Linked DNA regions of Mus musculus: region 2 is linked to region 1. A link is a contact called in public Hi-C data. All regions are on one chromosome and are shown on one strand. Each heading gives the region's core, a stretch centred on a gene start, on an enhancer-like site or on the middle of the called end of the contact. The rest is flanking DNA. Distances are from core to core; before and after follow the strand shown.

The links. A called contact is a pair of places that touch in the nucleus more often than the background predicts.
Region 2: a Hi-C map of cerebellum shows a contact between it and region 1, with 2.8 times the contacts expected there. The contact joins two enhancer-like sites. A contact is called at or near these places in 1 of 15 datasets of contacts at CTCF or cohesin (large pre-B cells) and 6 of 484 Hi-C or Micro-C datasets (CD4 T cells, the P5424 cell line, cerebellar granule neurons and 3 more).

The regions. Positions count from the first base shown.
Region 1 is chr14:14,861,368-14,867,670 of GRCm38.p6, forward strand. Nek10 (NIMA (never in mitosis gene a)- related kinase 10) reads left to right here. Exons shown (of 35, transcript NM_001195229.1): 18 at 184-321; 19 at 2,089-2,134; 20 at 4,026-4,147; 21 at 4,266-4,368. Among named protein-coding and RNA genes, the nearest start is that of Nek10, 44 kb to the left of the region's middle. Within about 2 kb of position 2,789, at least 64 of the 459 cell types and tissues checked have an H3K27ac peak or open chromatin away from gene starts, as enhancers often do. A contact at or near this core is called in cerebellum, where this site is marked.
Region 2 is chr14:15,356,248-15,362,550 of GRCm38.p6, forward strand. It overlaps Lrrc3b (leucine rich repeat containing 3B), which reads right to left. Exons shown (of 2, transcript NM_146052.4): 2 at 1,268-2,514. The coding sequence starts at 2,357. The coding sequence ends at 1,578. Among named protein-coding and RNA genes, the nearest start is that of Gm31577, 38 kb to the left of the region's middle. Within about 2 kb of position 3,899, at least 9 of the 459 cell types and tissues checked have an H3K27ac peak or open chromatin away from gene starts, as enhancers often do. A contact at or near this core is called in cerebellum, where this site is marked.

The DNA of each region.
Region 1 (6,303 bases), core at 1,539-4,038:
AGTCCTGCAGTGGGGACCAGACCAGAAGGTAACAGGTTTGAGCTCTCTCAGCTTAGTGTAAATGCAGCTAGACTCTCATGCTATGTGTTGGTTAACCATGTATGTAATTTTGTTATTCTAGTTCATCTGTCTTTGTCTAACCCTCAATTCTCAGCATTTAATTAATTGCTTTCCTTATTGTAGGTTAGAAAGCGTAGTGGTCAAAATCTTTTAGCAATGAAGGAGGTCAATTTGCATAACCCAGCATTTGGAAAGGATAAGAAAGACCGAGACAGCAGTGTCAAGAACATTGTTTCTGAATTAACAATAATTAAGGAGCAGGTAAATATTGTCTTATTTCTGAGATGTCTCTGATATAAATGTCATTGAAGCTGAGCTCTGCTGCTGTTCTTGTCCATGCCGTTTATAAATCAGTTCGGTATGAAATACTGGACATTGGTGCAGTGATATTTTTGCCAGTGTTTTTCCTAAAGCTTGTTATTGAGTCATGGAAACTCTTTTAGGAGTTTATAGCAGGGCCTTGGATGCAAAACAGTTGAGCTTACAAACCAGAACACACCATGTATGCTTAGCTACTGAGTTACTGCATAGGAACAGGAGAAAGACACCCTTAATGGAGTGCTGGGAATTTGAGAAAGACCACCCTCCAACTTCAGTCAGCTAAAGCCAACCTGTTGACACCCCTCAAGTCTGGCTTATTAAATCTAAAATGTAGGTTTTGTTTCATTTCCCCTTTCTAGAGCAGGCTTGTGTAGTCTAGGCTGGTCTTAGCCCTGCTCTGTAGTACAGACTGACCTTCAGGACCCGCCCCCCCCTTTCCTGGCTCCCTGTCCTAAGTGCTGAGATTAGGGGTGGGCCCCACTGTCTTCTGGGTTATTTTTATTATCATGAATATGTGACATAATCGCTCAATTAGCTGTCATTATGAAGGAGTATTGGAGGAAAACGGAGCGCAGGCGAGAAATGGGAATTCTTTCTGTAATCCGAGAAGATGCTGGTTCCTTTCCCAGCTCTCCTTGTTTGTGCATTTCTGTTTCTAAGTTCTAGGAAGCTGCCAGCCTCACTGCGCCCTGCAGTCATGTTTGCTTGGTGTCACAAACATGGTCTTTATTCATTGAAACCTATAGTTTGACATCACTAAGTTACAACAAAAGTCACCACTAATGGATTAGATCGCAAGAAGCCATCCCATCCGTTCAGAAACTCATCCTGTCCCCACTTGCTAGTTGATTTGGGTGCTAATTTGTTTAAGTGCGTTTCCTAAGAAAAAGGGTCCAGAAGAGGCCAATCAGGGTGCCACAGTTTAGATTTTGATGTCACTGAAGATTGTCCCTCCTGTGGGAGCCACCTGAACCAAAAAGAAGGATGTCATGGAATACAGAAGCCATAGGTACGGGAGTGAGAGACCCTGTCTGCTAAGAGGTGACAATGAGCACAGCACAGAGGCTTCGAACTACCAGGCTTAGAGAATGGCACAAGTTGGCATTATTCCCTGTTCCATGCAACTGCTGGTGACACCTTCCCATCCCAAGTGGGAAAAGCAGCAGAAAGGACACTTCCAGGGCTGAGGGACAGACAAATGTCACTGCTGCCTGGGAAGCCACATCCTGGCTACTCTGCTGCTGATAACCCTGAGACCGCTGGGTTGGTGTGAGTAGCAGCTACGTGGGCCCCACTCAGAGGGACACTCAGAGGCACAAACCATTTATAGACATCATGGCAATTCCTCTGAAACAAGACACTTTACCTAGAAACTACATTCTAAATAAATAGTTGGAGACATTTTACACCATTTTTCTTTTTTAGAACTTTCTCCCTCCCTGTGTAGCTGAGGCCCAACCCTGGGGCAGAGCATGCTAAGGGAATCGTTAAGGAACTGATCAGTCCTAAACCTGTCCACTGCCCATTAGGAAGTGCAGCATCTTCTAGCCTGGTTCACAAAGGCATGGAGGACACTGTCTCTTTCATTAACTTAAAAAAGTCATTTAAAACCTTAAATGGCAGCTGGCAGTCTTAGATGAAACTTCAGTGTACAAAAGCTTGTGTTTTGAAGAGTCTGATAAGTGTTTGCTATTTGTTTTCTTACAGCTTTATCATCCCAATGTTGTACGTTATTATAAAACATTTTTGGAAAGTAAGTATGAATTGCTTTCTAAGTAAGGAAACATATGTTTGTTATTTATATACATTTATATTATGTTGGCAGAAAATAAACCCATTCAGCTATTTTCTACTGGCTTTTATTATTAGGCATTGCTTTCTTAAGCAGTAAAATAATTTTTTAATTGATGACCTGAGAATACTTAAAATATTTTGATCTGTATTATATAGAGGCACAGTGTGAATAAACAAAAATAATTAAATTATTGTACAGAAAAGGAACTGTAGAAGAAAAAGAGAAAAGAGAACTAAAGCATGATGTTTTATTTTTCTTTTTGCAAGCTCACAGCAGCATCTAGTGGCATTTTCCACCCCTAATAAAATGGATTGGACTCCGCCTTCAAGGTTTTTTTTTTTTTTTCTCACAAATTTCAGTAGATGCCACCAGGTGGCGCCAGAGTCCTGGCTGAGCCTGCAGGCTGGCTGGCTTGTTTCCTGCTTGTGGGATGGAGAGCACAGTCAAACAAAGCCAAACTCAGTCGCTTGTTTACAAGTGAAGGAAGTATTGAACTTAACCATCTGTAGCATAAAATCCTGAAGTATTAGCCGGGCATGGTGACTCAGTCCTTTAATCCCAGCACTTGAGAGGCAGAGGCCGACTGTGTGTGTTTGAGGACAACCTGATCTACATAGTGAGTTTCAGGCTGGGCATGGCTGCATAGAGAGACCCTGTCTCAATACTAAACAGAAGCTGTTCTGTATGCAGCTCAATTGCTATGTTTTTACCCATTTCCCTTCTTTAAGTGATTTAGATGGACTCCTTCCTCCTTACGTGCTAGTTCTTAATATCGGGATTATTCCTGTAATTAAAGCTATCAGATTTAGTTCCTGACTTAGACTGAAGTAAGTACAAGTCATTACAAAAACAAAACACTTAACCTGACGACTTCCAAAATAAATTGAAGGAAACTTAAAATATGTATAATATTACCAAGTTATAAACTATGATGAAGAAGACTATAATTTGAGAAAATGAAAACAAACAGCTAAGCATAGTGCAGGCAATATGTATTTCTTGGAATGGTGAAACTTGGGAATCTATAAATGTCCGTAAGAGAGATGCTATATGGTTTATTCATTTTTGCAATCCTGTGAAAGGCAACAGGAAGAACAGTGTGCTTACATTCATGCTGCAGTGTGAGACTGGTGGAGAAGCCAGTGGGCAGGATGGGAGATGTCTGTCCTTTGCAGGCAGATTGTGTATGTGTGTATTTTGTGTATGTCCAACAGTCAGAAAAGACACATGTCACATATCATTATTAGTAGTTCAAATTGGCTTTAAAGGAGTGTATTCAGAGAACAAAAACAGCAACAAGAAAACCAAAAACCCAAACAGTGCTAAACCCTTGTAAACCCTAACATAAAATCAGAGTCCAGGTCTCTCTACTCGAGAGGGGCCTAGCAGTAATCTCTGTCATGGGTAGGTGCTTTAGTCTGTGTTATTGCAACATCATAGCGTGATCCGTGGGTAAGTTTGTATGACATAATCTATGTCACCATACAAAATGCAATTTATAATGCGGTTTTCTGAACGTCTTATTTGATCCGAGGTACTAAGAGGCAGGCCTCGTGACTTGAGACAGTTGGCTTACTGTCTTTGACATGGTTCAGGCATTCTATGGTATAAGCAGAAAATGATTATGCTTGCCAGAGAGGAGAAAGTCTGGAGTCAGAGGAAGTTGCTGCTAGGCTGTGACTGCCCCAAGGGCAGCTCTGTGCTCTGCCAGCATTCAGTGGATCCTGACACTAAGTTTTCCGTTTTGTGCTCCAACACTCCTTGGAAAGCCCGGGTTCTAATTTGTGAAGGTTTTCCAGGGCTTTATACTGACTTTACATTTCTGTGACTCCTTTTTGCTTTTGCATAGATGACAGGTTGTATATCGTTATGGAGCTGATAGAAGGAGCCCCACTTGGAGAGCACTTTAATTCTTTGAAGGAAAAACATCACCATTTCAGTGAAGAGCGACTGTGGAAAATATTTATACAGGTACACTACACCCTTCATTGAAATTTTCTTTATACAACAAAGTTCTGAGCTACCTTAGAGATACACTGTTGGTTACGTATATGGCAGGAATCAAATTTGCTTCCATTCTTGTTTCAAGCTGTGCTTAGCTCTTCGGTATCTGCACAAGGAGAAGAGGATTGTTCACAGAGATCTCACGCCAAACAACATTATGCTGGGAGATAAGGACAAAGTGACAGTTAGTAAGTATAAAAGTCTTCAACTTTTTAACTGAAGAAGTTCTGAATGTCAGTTGAGAAATGCACCCCATTTCAGAGTGGTGGTGCTTGTCAGTAGAACTTTTGGCATAGATGGAAATGTTTTCTCTGAGTTGTCCAGTGGAGTGAGTAAGCACTAGCCACATGATACTCTTGGGCAAGTGGAATGTGGCCCCTGTGGCTGAGGAAATGAACTTTTATATTTCATTAACTTTTGAGCTGGGTATTGGTTTGCACACATTGGAAGGTGGAGGCAGATGGATCTGGAGTTCAAGGCCAATTTCAGTGACATAGTAAGTTGGTGCTAGCCTTAACCAAACTTTTTTTCAAAAAGCCAAACCAAACCAAACCAAAAAACAGCAATAGCAAAAAACTCAATAAGCAAAATTCTTTTGTTAAATTATAATTACTTTCCATATCCCTGAGACAATAATGTTTGCACAATATTGGATAATGGAAATACTGTTCTAAATGACTGTTTTGCTCATATGAGAGATACAGTACTCTTAGGATGCTTCTGTGTTTAATTTAACTCCTCAATTAATGCTTTCTGAGTTTTTCTTTCTACCTCATAAACAGAAGCTTTGCTGATTAACACATTGAGCACATTGCTTTGGACTACTTTATCTCAGTCTGTCTTAAAGGTGTCAGACTTGCAGGGCTTTACAAACACAGCGACTTGTATCCTTTGACATAGCTGTTTGTTTCATTGGTTGGTGTTTTCATCTGTAGCAGAAAGGCAGATAACAGTAAATTAAATTTCATTGATTAGGACAGAGTTAGGGGGCACTTCAGCACTGGAGAGGCAGAGGCAGGGGTAGAGGCAGAGAGGCAGAGAGGCAGAGAGGCAGAGAGGCAGAGAGGCAGAGAGAGGCAGAGGCAGAAGAAGAGGCAGAAAGGCAGAGGCAGGGAAGTACGAGGGGGCAGAGACAGGGAGGCAAGGAAGCAGGAAGGCAGGAAGAAAGAGATAGAGAGAGAGAGACAGACAGACAGACAGACAAAGGCAGAGGCAGGTAGATTTCTTTCAATCTGAGGCTAGCCAGTCCTATGTAGTTTTCGTTTCCAAAAAATAAATGAATAAGTAAAAAATAAATACTAATAACAATACTAATAATAGTAATTAAAACTTTCCCCTCTAAATTAGAAGGTTTATTTTTACCCTATATTTATTTTTCTAACTCTCCATGGTTAACTACTTTTTAGTTCAGAGTGATAATCTATTTTTCCCCTGAGCCTTTTTCCTCTTGTTTGGGATATGTATGGTTAACTAGCTACAAAGGGGAGACACTCTTCATGTAGACTTTTAGTCTCTACACAGGTTGCTTCTGAGATTCCTACAGTAAAAGAATGTTTGAGAGCACACTACTAGAGTGCAGGCTTGTCTATGAATTCTGTATAAAGATGCTATGGAACACAGCAAGTTCTAGAGCAATTGATGATAAAGGGATACATTAAAAAAACAAAACAAGAAAAAACCCCCAAGCCACCACCAACAAAACCTGGTCACTTGGTATTGGATACCAATTGCTTGCTCTTCCCTGGGAGACTGTGTCTTCCTCTTTGAGAATTCCTTAGGAGCTAGTAGTAATCTGTGTGGGATTGAGGGCTCCTGGACTTTCCCGGTTTGATTTCTGATGTCTTCTGTTGTCTTTCTTCAATTATGTTTGCTTCGTGAGTGTAGCTTCTAACATTCTTAGGAAGCACAGTCTCACAGCAAAGTCCCTGGTTTTCTGACTTTTACGAATCTTTCTCCCCCTCTTCTACAATTGGGACTGGGCTCTACAATTTGACATTTTGATTAGTTGTGATTTTCTGTAATGTTACAAGATACAAGTAATGTTATCCAGATTGAATAGGTTATATTTATGTAATATATGTTTATGTGTGCACACATGTGTGTGTATGTATGTATGTATGTAT
Region 2 (6,303 bases), core at 2,649-5,148, 500 kb after region 1:
TATGCTTTCCAAAATTGCTGGGGTTCTGGGCCTATTATATAGAAGTATCTCATAGAGCTTCCGAAGCATTAACTAAGATAACTTAGAAAACTACTAATGCATAGTAAGTGTTCCATCAGTGGCATGGGATAACAGATTATGACATTCTTCAGTGTGAAGTCACCATAGGGTTGGGACTTGTATCTTACTCTCTACCTTCACTTCCACATCTTTGTCCCTATGCTCCCATGGCTTTGACCCTCCATGCTTACCTGACACATTCATCCTAAAACAAGCAAGCAAGCAAGCAAGCAAGCAAGCAAGCAAGCAAGCAAACAAACAAACAAGGCCATCACTCCCCATTACAGAAGTCAAATGTGCTTCCAGGATCTCTGCCCATAGTTGAGTCAGACTATCTCCTTTGTGTGGCAGATATGCAGGAGCATATAGTAACAAAATTCATTCAATTTCATGTTGGTCATTTTAATCATGTAAACTCTGCATTTGTAAACCAACTTGAAAGGATTATCAATGAAATACCTCTATTTAGAAAAGACCTGGTACACCGGGCATGGTGGTGCACGCCTTTAATCCCAGCACTTGGGAGGCAGAGGCAGGCGAATTTCTGAGTTTGAGGCCAGCCTGGTCTACAGAGTGAGTTCCAGGATAGCCAGGGCTACACAGAGAAACCCTGACTTGAAAAAAACCAAACCAAACCAAACAAAACAAAACAGAAAAGACCTAGTTCAAACTCAAGCTCTAACACCTGGCTGGTGGCTGGACCTCTGTTTTATATGCACGGCCAGTGTTCACTTTTTCCTCTGGTGGTGAGAGGTATGGACAGTAGCAGTATCCGGATACCCACACAGAGCGTCCGCTGAGGGCGTGCTTGCCTCCTTCCCAAGCCTAACTCTTCCTGGATTCACCACACACTCCTGCCCACCAAAAGGCCAGCAGGAGGATAAGATTCATGGCATTGTTTACTTTCCCATTTCATCCATCACAGAGTAGAAGCATGTCTGACCTACCCGTTTAGAAAAGTAGATGCTTGCCAGCAGACATTCTAATACACTCAAGTCCTCGAGAAATACATCTGTATAAACATCTTGGCTAGCTAAATCTGGCAGATTCTTAACTGATCAACAATTTAGCTCTGGCTCCCCAGACTGCAATGAGGCCGAATGACACATCATCTTTTAATGAGATAGTCTTACCGTCACAGGGCTGTCTGTTTTACTTCGGTGCAAGTGCACTGACTATATTGTGTCTTAACCAATAAGGCACACTGTTTTCCATGGTTCAAAGTTAAGCTTTTATTCAGTTTTAAATTAAAAAAATAAATTTCATTATTAAATAGTGAGATGGGTCTAACTAATGTTCAGAGAGTTTGTTACTCAGGAACCAGAGGTCACAATTAATGGGGGGGGGGGAGATCACCTAAACTAAAATTATTAGTGTTGTTTGTGTAAAGTTCAACAGTGGCATGATTCCAAAGAAACTAAAATACAAAGTTTTAAATGTGTACAATGAAGGGGGAAATGAATCACTTATTTTCCTACAAACAGAAGCTCCCTTCCCAGTGCCAGCCAGCATGGCTACTATACCACAGTGCTAATGTCATCAGGCTCATCTGCCTTCTTTTGCCTGCTTGGCAGGGATTTCAAGTATTCAAGGTGTCTCCGGGCATCCTCCTGATTCTGCCTCACGTAGTACACCACATAAGAGATCACCATGGTGAACCAGCCAAACATAGTGACGAGCATGGCATAGTCAGTAGTCTTTTTAGGGAGGTTACACAGGTCAGCGTCATTGGCAGCATTGAGGAAAGGTCTCCCAGCGTGCTCATCCAACACTGATGTCTTGCAAATCACATTGTGTGCTGTCTCATGATTGGATGCCATGCTCCTGAGAACTTGCTGGAGAGTACAGTCACAATGCCATGGGTTGTTAGCAATCCTAGCCCTAGCCTTCAGATTATTGAAGGCATTTTTGTGCACACTTTGAATCCTGTTGTCAGACAAGTCCAGGGTCTGCAGGGTTTCTGCTACTCCTTTGAATGCATGCTCGTCAATAAACTCGATGCCGTTTTTGGACAGGTTAAGCACTCTCAGTTGATGGAGGTCCTTAAAAATCTCATTGGGGATGGATGTGATCTGATTGGAGTCCAAATACAGCAAAACTGTTTCAGGAGGGAGATCTCTGGGTATTTCCTTGAGATTTGCATTGCTACAGGTGACATTTAACCCTCCAGAGGAAGAGCAAAGGCAGCCCTTGGGACACATACTGGCAGAATGAAAACACAGTATCATCAGTACAAAGCTTTGGAGGAGGAGACACATGGAGAGGGAGCGGGACAGCCACAGGTCGACCAGATTCATCCTGCAACCTCTGCATAATCACGAGTCCATTCCTCATTCACTCCAAGGGTTGCATGTGTTCTGCCCCTGACCACACTCTGGATTTCCTTCCTGGGTGGTTCAAAAGGATGCAGCTAGCACACAGCCTTCTTCATTATTCCTGTCCTTGATTGGGAACCTAAAGGAAAGGAAAGCAGATGCAATTAGCTTTTCTGTGAGGAGACATGCATGGCAATTAAAAAGTGCCCTCAGGAGTCCACCTAAAGTAGGGGCAAGAAGGTGAGGTAGGCAGGTAATTTCCATCAAGGCCACTGGGAATTTCCTGTGTAATGGGAATCTCCAACTGAAAGTCCCAAGGCTGGGGAGAGGATTCAACAGAGGCCAACATTTCCACATCCCGTTACCTGGTTTTCAGCCAGGGCAGAATTAGAACAAACTTCTACCATCTCTTGTACTCCTCTCCTGGACCCTTCTAAGGCAATACAATTTAACTGTGCCTTTTATGCTTCCTACAGTACCAGAGGCATTATTCAAGCCAGTCCTTCACGTGGGCAGAAAGAACCTATATTTCAAGGATAATGATCACAGACAGAAATGTCTGTCGTGGGCTTTCAGAAGATATTCAATGCAGAATATTGTCTCTAAAGAAACATCTGACTTAAGAATTGGGCCGTGCCTCAGAGCTTCCCTGCACAATATTGCCTGAGGCAAACGAACAAAAGCCTTTACAGGAATTGCTTACTTTCCAGGCTCCTAAGACTATACTGTGCCTGGGAGGATGCTCACAGTGTATCCTAAAGGATTCTCTGTCTGTTTCCTAAACAACACATCTTCAGCTCAATTCAAACAGGGCACATGGCTTTAAGGCTTTTTATATAACAGAAGATAATTAAGAAATACTGGCTTCTAGGACATCCATAATAGGATATTTATTCTTTTGCAGATGCACACACACACACACACACACACACACACACACACACACACACATGCATGCACAGGCAAATGCACACACATACGTATGTGTGTACACGTATGTGTCATATATGTTTATATATATAGTATTATATACTGTGTGTAATTAACACACATATGTTTATACATAGTATAAACACACATATGCACACACACATGCACACACACAGACACACACATTTTATTGTTAGTAACAGCCATGGAAATTACTCAATAGATGATTTTCTTTCATACATGTATTATATATTTTATATGTATACACACATACATATACACACACACTGTTGGTTTTGAAAAGAGGTGTGGAAATTGCAAAATTAAGTGGTACTAGCCGATTTATACAGTTTCCTCAACAGCAGAGAGCAGAGGAGAGAATAAAAGCCAGCATATAGAACTACCCTATGATAGTAGTTTACAGAGGGGTGAATGGATCTTAGAGAGACTATGTGAATTGTCTAAGGTTACATAGCCTGTAGGAGTAAAGCCAGAAATCCTGCCTGGACCTTTGCTCTGACTCATCCATCTCACCTCCTTTCCACAGCCCCCACAGCTTCCTCCACTCCCATCTGCTCTAGGAGTGCAGGCAGGCTGCACAGAACACCGCCTTTGAACTTCTCAACACTATTATGTTGGAACTAGAACCTCTATGCTCTGGGTCTTGCTCTTTGTTAAAAACCTCACTGAGCTCAACTGAGGGGCCCCTGAATGGTGAAGAAGCCACATTTGACTTCAGACGTTTCCTTTCAGGATATTGGGAACAACACTCTCAGCAGAGCGCAGCAAATAGCTTCTTAAGTGAGCAACAAATGACTGTGTGAACATATCTTTTATAAAGATCCCAGATGGATAAATTCATAGAGAAATGACTCCAAATGTTTCCAAACTCCCAGAAAAGATGATTAATGTGATCTGGAAACATAATGAACTGAGTTGTTAATCCTGGGGAGACTCGCTTAACAGCAGAAGAGTGGTGTGGATGTGCTTTTGGAGTCCTGCATGCTTACAGTGTCAGAAAGCAAGAAGGGAGGAGCCCAGACACACTGGGCAATGAGCACGTTCATGCTTTCCTTGAATCCACCAAACACCAGAACACATAAAGCAAGGCTACTCAGATGCACCGATCCCTCTGTCAATAGCTGGTTTCATTTGTGGTCACCCATCCTTGCCTCCCTCCCATATACACCTTTGAAACTACACTGTGACATTTGTTAGTCTCTAATATCTATCTGTATGGGAGAGAAACCAAAAGAGCAGGGAAAGGAGGGGCGTGCAGACAAACAGAAGGGGACGCAGAATTACAGACTAGGGATGACAGGAGGGGAAAAGATAAGAGAGTTTGTTTGGTGAAACTAGAGGAAGTCCACATCAACCAAGTGACTTCCTTCAACTCTGTCTCAGACACAGATTAACTGAAAGGTGGCAAACTTTGCAGCGCCTTCTTGCATTTTTCTTAATTTGATTGCTTTCTGAATATATGTGTTCCCTAATTCAGAGTATAAGTTTCTTGAGAATATGAAGTTTGCTTTCTTATGTGGGAACAACAATAAATAGTGTACAAGCACTGTGAGGTCCAGCTTTAGTCTTTGTTAGCATTATTGGACCCCTTTAAATATCATTCTTTGTTATTGATTCAATATTACAAAGTCACTTAATTATGAAGTTGATTTGAGAATTATATGAGGTAATCGATCAGCAGTAAGAGTGCAGTACTTGCCAGTTATAGTTATTATCACCCTTCTTGGATGTGTGCCCATTATCTACATGGTGACTGGCACATGGGAAGATATAAATACTGTCACTGACTGAAGCAAGGTGATTTTTAACTAAAAAACCAGCTCATTAAATATCTATTGGTTCTACATGCTAATGTGGCAATCCTTGGAAACACTGTGAGTATTGGCACCTAAGGAGATGGAAGAATGGATCTTTCCTCAGTAGACTCCTCTAGACTTGGTTATGGTTTCTCTAGAATTACCATTCCAATATTGATGGTCACACATAAGAAACAAATCTGAAACACACTGAACACACTGACGTTTCAGCAGAAGTTTGCCGTCCATCTTGAGATCAGATCCTTTGTCTCCTAATGATCTATCCATGGATGGAACATCTGCTAGGTAATTAACACAGAACATCTCTTTCTTTCAGAGATGTTGGCTCCAAATAAGTGTCTCATTTTCTAACTGTGATATTTAAAAACTGAAGAACAAAGCTACTTGAGGTTGTCTAAACGGCTCAGCTACTGCGACTTGGTTTACTAACCCCATCTGGGATAGAGTGACAAGAGATTCAGGATGTGGAGAGCTGCCATAGCCTGAAAATTTAAGAACTGATGACTCATGTGTTGAAATCTAATACTAACACAAGGGTAACATAAACAGGTCTGTAGAAAAGTGATCTCTCATGTGTAGCATTAACACCCCTGTAAGCATGACTAGAGAAATTCTTGTCTCTGCATTCCATGAGGACACATACCAAGTACCATCTTTGAACCAGGAAATCAGTCTCCACTATATGCAAATTATTTTGAGACTTTGATCTTGGATTTTCCAGAACCATGATAAGTCAATATTTATTATGTCACTAGAAAAATAGACTGGTATATTGTTCAGGAGACACACACAACAGCTCAAATATCCAATCAAAGTGAGATCATTTCACAAATGGGGGTGGAAGGGGTGTGATGCTGATTAACTACTTCAGAATGATTGCCAGCATGGCCTGGCCTTAATGTAGTGTACAAATGGACAACAACTGATGAACAGACAATTCTCCAAGAAAGAGGAAGATATTCTCTTATTGGTTATCTCCCACAAGAACAATGTAGAAACATGACTCAACCCCAGGTCTATTTTGAATTAGCTTTCCATATAAAGGCAAAGAGAAAATAAGCTGCAGAGATGGAGACAAGGGTACCAGACTGACATCAAAATGAAAGTTCTTAAGAGAAGGGCTGGGGTTACAGAGGGATAGCATGGCCAGCATCACCAGA